Linked DNA regions of Mus musculus: region 2 is linked to region 1. Evidence: chromatin contacts called from public promoter capture Hi-C data. All regions are on one chromosome and are shown on one strand. The core of a region is the stretch at or near the end of the contact, and the rest is flanking DNA. Distances in the headings are between cores, read along the strand shown.

Region 1 (3,496 bases), core at 173-2,672:
AAGTCTTTTTGGAAAGTGCTTAATTCATCTGGAGATAAATATCACTCGGTGTCCTTGTTTTTTAACAAACGGCCTTTTCCATTGTTTCCATTAATTTCACCCATATTCGTTTTAAAAATAACAAGGCCCCTATCCTCATCAGCAAAACACAGATGAACGATGTATCATATAAAACCAGTAATTACATTAGGATTTACGAAAAGATTTTTGTTTCTGCTTTTCGCCAGTTTTTAAGAAGTCTTCCCGTGATTAACTGTAAACAGGAATGGTTTACACCGTAAATTAGAAGCCATTAATTAGCATGACGAAGTCAACTGCAAGATACACAGATAATTTAAATTATTTAATCACTAATCACCTTTGCTAAACTGTAATATACTCTTTCAATAACCTTCGGTAGGTTATCGACCGTGTCAGTAATTTACCTCCATATCAGTTAGAGATAAGTATTAGCTAGCGCCCTTTCCTTTCCTTCAGGTTTATATTAGCCCTTCTTGTAAACACTTTAAAAAGCTTTAAGGTTCTTCACTTCCAAATCCCTAATTAGCCATCACTAGCCTTTTTGTAATAAGTGGGGGAAAAGATGAGCTGAAGTACAAATCTGGAGTTCCTCTTGCCCGTTTATCAAAACAAAAACATTTTTTTTTTTTAAACGAACGCTTCAGGCGATGGTAGTAATAAAAGAAATATGCAGAGGTGGCTTCGGGGAATAACGGGTTTGCAGAACGCAAGTGGCTCAAAAAAAAAAAAAAAAAAAAAAAAGCCCGAACCTCTATTGCAACCCACGGCACTCCAATAAATTACACAACACTTGCCCAGGCTGCAGAAATATCGCAGGACAAGACTTACACGGATGCCAATCCGCAGCATTTATACACATGCACATGGCAAGACTGAAAGCAAACACTAGCGTTCAAGTCGGGCAGGGCAGCGCGATCCCGACTTGGCCCAGCTTGAGAGTGCTCGCTGAGAGTCTCTGTGCGTGCGTGAGAGTGAGCCCAGTCCTCCCGGCATTTCCCCTCTTTGAGCAGTTTTGCTTCATTTGTTTCCTATTTCTGCTACATAGAAACTAACTTCCATCTCAACCCAGCCAGCGCCGCTGAATAGAGCCTGTGCTGCGGCTCCGTGTGCGTCAGATCCCTCCGCGCAGCCGTGCCGGCCCCCTCCTCCCCTCCCTCCCTTTCTCCCTCCCGCCCGCGGCCTCTTTAGAGAAAGCGCCCGCCAGGCAGCCCGCCGCTTCGGCTCCGACATCTCCTCGCGCTGGAAATAAATAAATAAGTGGCGGCCCAGGGCGCGCGGAGCGACGACCGCGCGGGCGCGGGCCTAGGCCGAGGCACTCCTTTTCCCGCGGGGGGCGGGGGCGGCGAGTGCGGGGCCGCGAAGGCGCGGACTCCTTTCTGCGGCGGAGGGATCCCGGCGGAGGCGGCCGCAGCCGGGGCCGCTGCCTGAGAGTTGTTGTTTCCTCCTCCTCCTCCGCCTCCGCCGCCGTTGCTTGAATGGTGGAGCCGAGGCTCGGCTCGTGAGCACACACTGACAGCTACAGGGCAGGCGGCGGCACCGTCCCCGCGTCCCCTCGGCGGCGGGGTGTCCCGCCGGCGGCCCCGAAGTGACCCGCAAACATGTCTCGTGAGAGGAAAGGCCTCTCGGAGCTGCGATCGGGTAAGTCGGGCGCTGCGGGGCCGCCGCGCCGGGCGGACTCGCCCGCGGGCCCCCGCCCCCCGCGGCCGCTCAGCCCGTGTCTCCCCGTCCTTCTCTCCCGCGCAGAGCTCTACTTCCTCATCGCCCGGTTCCTGGAAGATGGACCCTGTCAGCAGGCGGCTCAGGTAGGCGGCGCGCGGCGCGGGGACGGGCGGGCGCTCGCGGTGGCCGCCCGCGGGCGTGGGGGAGGGCGGCGGCGGCGGCGGGGCCGCGGCCCGGGGCGCGGGGGCTCAGCGTCCCCGCTTTGTTGTTGCAGGTGCTGATCCGCGAAGTGGCCGAGAAGGAGGTAAGGGCGCGGCGGCCCGGCGCCGTCCCGCCGCCGCACGGCCTCCCCCGGGCCGCTGCGCAAGCTCGGGCGTCCGGCGGGGCGCGGGACGCGGGGCGCGGGGGGTCCCCGGCGGGGCGCGGGGCGGACTGGGGAGGGGAGCGGCGTCGGTCCGGGCCGGGGGCCGCGCTCACCGGGCGTCCTGTCCCCGCAGCTGCTGCCCCGGCGCACCGACTGGACCGGGAAGGAGCACCCCAGGACCTACCAGAATCTGGTGAGACATTCCTAGCGCACTGCAAAGAAACTTTTCCCCGAGTCGAATAAAAATTGAATTTCCCGCAATTTTTTACAGAGACAAAAACTTGGCCCCAGAACGGGAAAAGCTGCAAAGGCCACGGGGAGGGTTGGGAGGCCGGAGCGGGGGCTGCGGGGGGCGGCAGCCGGGGGTGCGGGCGCCCCGGGGCCGCGGGGTCCGCGGACAATTTATTTGTGATATTTTGTTAATGTGCTAGAAATAAAGATACGTCATGAGTGTTGTGCAGTGCAAGGCCAGAGGAGGAGGGGCCGGCGCGCGTATCCGCGCGGGGGCGCGCGCGCGGCGGCGGCGGCAGCGGGAGCGGCGCAAGCCTGGAGAGCGCGCTCGCCAGCTCCTTGCTTGCTCTGCACGCGCGGCCGGCTCAGCTTTCTCCAGCTCCACACAATAGCTGGTGACTAACTGCTCCGAAGTGGCATTAGCATTTCACAAGAAGGCCTTTGAGCCGCGGAGGAACCTTGGCAAGATTTTTTAAAATTTTTTTTCCCCCTTCTCCTCTGTCTTTTGTTTTCTGTAGATTCAGACCCAGATTTTTAATTTTATTTTTTTTTAATCTTTGTTTGGTTGGAGGCGTTCAGATAGATATGGTAGTCACCCAGCGGCACATTGTGCATTATACAAACAGATCTGCCGAAGTATAAACCTGGAAGTTTTAATAGGCGTTTTCCAATTTTGCAGATTCTTGGGGGATATTACCTTCTTTTATTAAAAGTCATTTATAGAGGTCATTGAAGAATTGTGGGTTTTATCTGCATAGTTGCCGTGGGGTGGACCTTGGCTTTTAAGTTTTTGTTTATATTGAGATGTTTTTCTTTAATTGATTGAAAAACAATGTTTTTATAGTTGGTGAGTTTTCAAAGGCAATAATTTACAAACAGTTGCTTTCCATACGTGGAGCTGACACGAGTATGGTGAATGGTAAGGTTCTCTTAGTTTACTTGAGTAAAGGAGCTGCAGGTTTCACAGCCTCTTCTTTGCCTAAGAGAAGTTGATACAGTTGTTTGTGTGAGTGTGCTGCATAGTCAGTCTCACCAGGGCCCATTGAGCAGTTGAAATTTAGGCAGTGCACTGACAACAATGTTTGAGATCAGTTTCTGACTCTTCGAGGTAGTTGTGATTACTAGTGCTTTCAGGGCTGTAGGGTTAGGCAGTTTTAGTAGTTCAGAATGAGTGTCTCTGAGGGCATGGCATGATTGTGATAGCTTTTGCTTGGTTTTGAA
Region 2 (3,469 bases), core at 200-2,699, 5.5 Mb before region 1:
ACTTTTGTGGTACTAACTATAATATCTTGCTGAATTAATTAAATACCATAGCAAGGATATGTTTGGTAGTATGGGATGTAGGCGGTGGATAGGCAAAGCCTTATTAAGCAGGTTTTGGATAGCAGTACTTCAGAAATATTTCCTACTTGATCCACCTGTCAACAGAAAAAAAGCTCAATTTTATGTGTCTAGGCACTTTGAAGAGTGTTTATCTAAGTTTCCTTGGACTACTTACTGGCTTATCATAGCATAAAGCTCATTTGGAAGAACAAGTAGCTTTCTAATTGTAGTTTTTTGTTTTTTTTTTCAAAGAGGATAATGCCATTTTTCATTACAGTCGCTCTGGATAAAATTAGTATCCATATCGCCTGAGATACAAACGCCTTTGTCTTGTCTTTCTTGTCCATAGTAAATGGTTACAAAGGAAATGTCACTTCACATAACATTTAATTGCCAAGATGCTTGAAAAGAAACACATTTCCCTCACAGTAGTCCTAATCACGCAGCTTTGTGCTGCTTCAAGTTGTTCAAAGTGTGCCAGGAGGAGCACTTAACTGCTTAAAAGGCCAGGGACAGAAACGGAATATTGCACAATCCAACACCACCGGGTCGGTTAAGCTTCCAAATCTGGCCTCCCTGTCATCCCCGAGCCGGAGGCACAGGGATTTCCTCGCAAACCCGCGGCGCCCCTCCCTCCGCCCAGGGTATTCGTGGAAGCGGAGGACGGCGCGCGCCGGGCCGCGGGATACCCCATTGTCTAGCAGCGGAAGCCGGGGCTCCCCGGGGTGACTCCCGAACTCCAGCCCCGCCACCGGGTGGCCCCGAGCTCCGCCGTTCCCCGTGCAGCTCCCCTCCCCCGCAGCCCCATTGTCTGCCTCGCCTCGCCCCGCCCCGGGGGACACGTGCGCCTGCAGCTTCTCCAGCGCCCAGGGCGCGGGGCGGCCGCGGCGGCGACAGCCCCAGCCCCGGCAGAGCGGGCAGCCAACGTCGGGCACCCTCGGAGCCCAGGCCGGCGGTGGGGCGGTGGGGGGCGGGGAGGGCGGGGTGGGGATATGCTTGTCTCCTGACAAAGAACGAGTGGGACACGCCGAGCCGGCGGCCCCGCCCGCGGAGCGAGAGGGAGTGTCCGCACAGAGGGCGGGTCTCTCATTCACTCGGCCCCTCGCTGTCGCCGCGGCGGAAGGGCGGGGTCTCTCCCCCCCCCCCGACCGGGAGTTAGGGGCGGGGCGAGAGGCGGGGCTCGCGGGCGCGCGTCCCGCGGCGTCGTCTGCGTCGTCACGTCAGCGCGGGAGAGAGAAAGAGCGACTCGGCAGGGACTGGGGACGGGGCCGAGAGAGAGCTAGCGAGGGAGGGCGTGAAGCCAGAGAGAGCCAGAGAGGAAGAAGGGCGGCCACTCGTGTGTGAGCGGCCGCGGACGGGAGTGGGGAAGCTGGGGGAGGAGGTGCAGGGAAGGAAGGACGAAGGCTGAGAGGACAGGGCGGCTAGCGGCCGGCGGAGGTGGCGAGGGGAGAAGGAGGAGCTGTCGGAGGGCAGGGGCTGAGCTGAGGGAGTGAGGGAGAGAAGCGGACGCGCCAGGGAGGGGAGGGAAGGGGGGTCACGCGGGGGCGCGCGCGCACCGGGAGCGCGCTCGGAGGCGAGTGGAACTGGATCGGGTTTGCTGCCAGCGGCGTGAGCTTCGGCCGCCATTTTACAACAGCTCCACTCGCGCCGGACACAGGGAGCAGCGAGCACGCGTTCCCCGCCAGCCGACCCGGTCGGACAGGATTCCTCGGCCCCAGCCCCGCGGGGAGGTAACGACCGCGGGCCCCCGGGTCCGGGAGGGGAGCTCCGTGACATTGTGGAGGGTGCTTGGGGGAGGGCGGCGCGGGGAGAAACCGGCTTTTCTGGAAAATGGATTCCAAGGGGGAGAGAAGAGCACGTTGGCCGGGGCTGCCGGAGAGTAGGCCGCGGCCGCGCCGCCACTTCCTCCTCTCCCCATGTGCAGCCGCGGCTGGGCTTTGTCTGCGGCGCTCCGGGAGGAGGCGCCTCGACAGCCCGATGGCCCGCGCGGAGCGCGAGCGGCGGACTTGGTGCTGTCGTGGCCGGCGGCGCGGGAGTGGGCGGAGAGGCGCGGGGTGCTGTCCCGCGACCGGCCGGCGGGCTTGGGCGGTGCTCGGCTCCCGCGGGCGTGTGCTTGGCGGCGGAACGCCCTCCCCGCGCGGGCTGTCGGCCTCGGCGCCGCAGCCACTGCACCGAGGGGTGCGGGAGGCTGGGGGTCGCGGGCGCCCGGGAGCGCCCGGGGCGGAGAGCCATGTGTCACGGCGGAGACGGCAGCGCTGGGGGGCGGGGAAAGCCCGTGGCCTGGCGCCGCGGCGGCCTCAGTGTTGAGGGGCGAGATGGTGCGGTTGCACGGTTCAGGGGGCTCGCACCGCGACTGCGGGTTGATGTTGGGAGGCGGTGATGACCGTCTTGGCCCGGTACTCGGTGGGTTTCCGTTGAAGGAAGTTGTAGGACATTTGAAGGCGCAGAGCACGTGTTTCTAATGGGTTCCTGGCGGCCGCAGTGGCGAGGCTGCCGCTCCGGGTGCGGAGTCGGGGGCGGGCTTTGGGGTGTGGGGGTGAAGGGTGGAGGAATTGGGTGGTGGGAAGGTGGCTTGTGTGAGCGCTTTGTTCTTCGCTGGCTGTTGTTACTGATCTATAAGCGGCAGGCGGGAAAAGCGCACTTTCTGGTTTACCTTGGAGAGAGACAAGCCCAGCGTTGCTTGCTTCACACACCTTATTCTCCGTTTTGGAACTGCTGCATGTGGCAGGCTGGGCCGGTCGCTGTGCTGATTGGGCTTCATTTGTAATAAGGTTTTTCTCAGTGAGTGTTAGCAGGTGAAGTCAGGGGTGGTGCTCAGGAAGAATCTAGTGAATCGGTCCTTCTGTACCCGAGCTCCAAAATCTGGCTTGTCAGGCGATAGTGATTTTAAGGTTTCTTTCAAGGGAGGTTCAGGCTGGCTGGTTGTAGTTAAGTGGTAGAGAAAGTAAAGATTGGGACTGTCATTGTCCTCTATTCTGTTTGAAGATCCTAGTTTAATTTTGCTTATTGCGTTTGAACAGATCTCTGGAAACATGGCTACAGAACATGTTAATGGAAATGGTACTGAAGAGCCCATGGATACTACTTCAGCAGTTATCCATTCAGAAAATTTTCAGACATTGCTTGATGCTGGTTTACCACAGAAAGTTGCTGAAAAACTAGATGAAATTTACGTTGCAGGTAAGAACTAACACTTGCAAAATAACATTATGAAATTTTTCTATTGGATTTCTGGCTTTGAGCTAAAATAGCAACTTTTTGTGGTTTCCAATAAACGTGGGAACTGGAGCTTTGCCTTGTTCTGATAGTTGGTTAATTTAGGTTTGAGCTTAGAGGTTAAAGTGTAGAGGGAGGGCTGAAATGGGGGAATAGACCTCCCTAGGGGAAGGCTGTCTGGCCTGATGGATAG

The links. Promoter capture Hi-C pulls out the DNA fragments that hold promoters and counts their contacts.
Region 2: a promoter capture Hi-C map of pre-B cells shows a contact between it and region 1. The contact joins the promoter of Syncrip here to the promoter of Phip in region 1. A contact is called at or near these places in 2 of 39 promoter capture datasets (cranial neural crest and pre-B cells) and 1 of 484 Hi-C or Micro-C datasets (CD4 T cells).

Annotation. Positions count from the first base shown.
Region 1 is chr9:82,973,415-82,976,910 of GRCm38.p6, reverse strand. Phip (pleckstrin homology domain interacting protein) reads left to right here and starts at 1,422. Exons shown (of 40, transcript NM_001081216.1): 1 at 1,422-1,659; 2 at 1,765-1,823; 3 at 1,955-1,984; 4 at 2,178-2,237. The coding sequence starts at 1,620.
Region 2 is chr9:88,480,377-88,483,845 of GRCm38.p6, reverse strand. It overlaps Syncrip (synaptotagmin binding, cytoplasmic RNA interacting protein), which reads left to right and starts at 1,449. Exons shown (of 11, transcript NM_019666.2): 1 at 1,449-1,790; 2 at 3,081-3,240. The coding sequence starts at 3,093.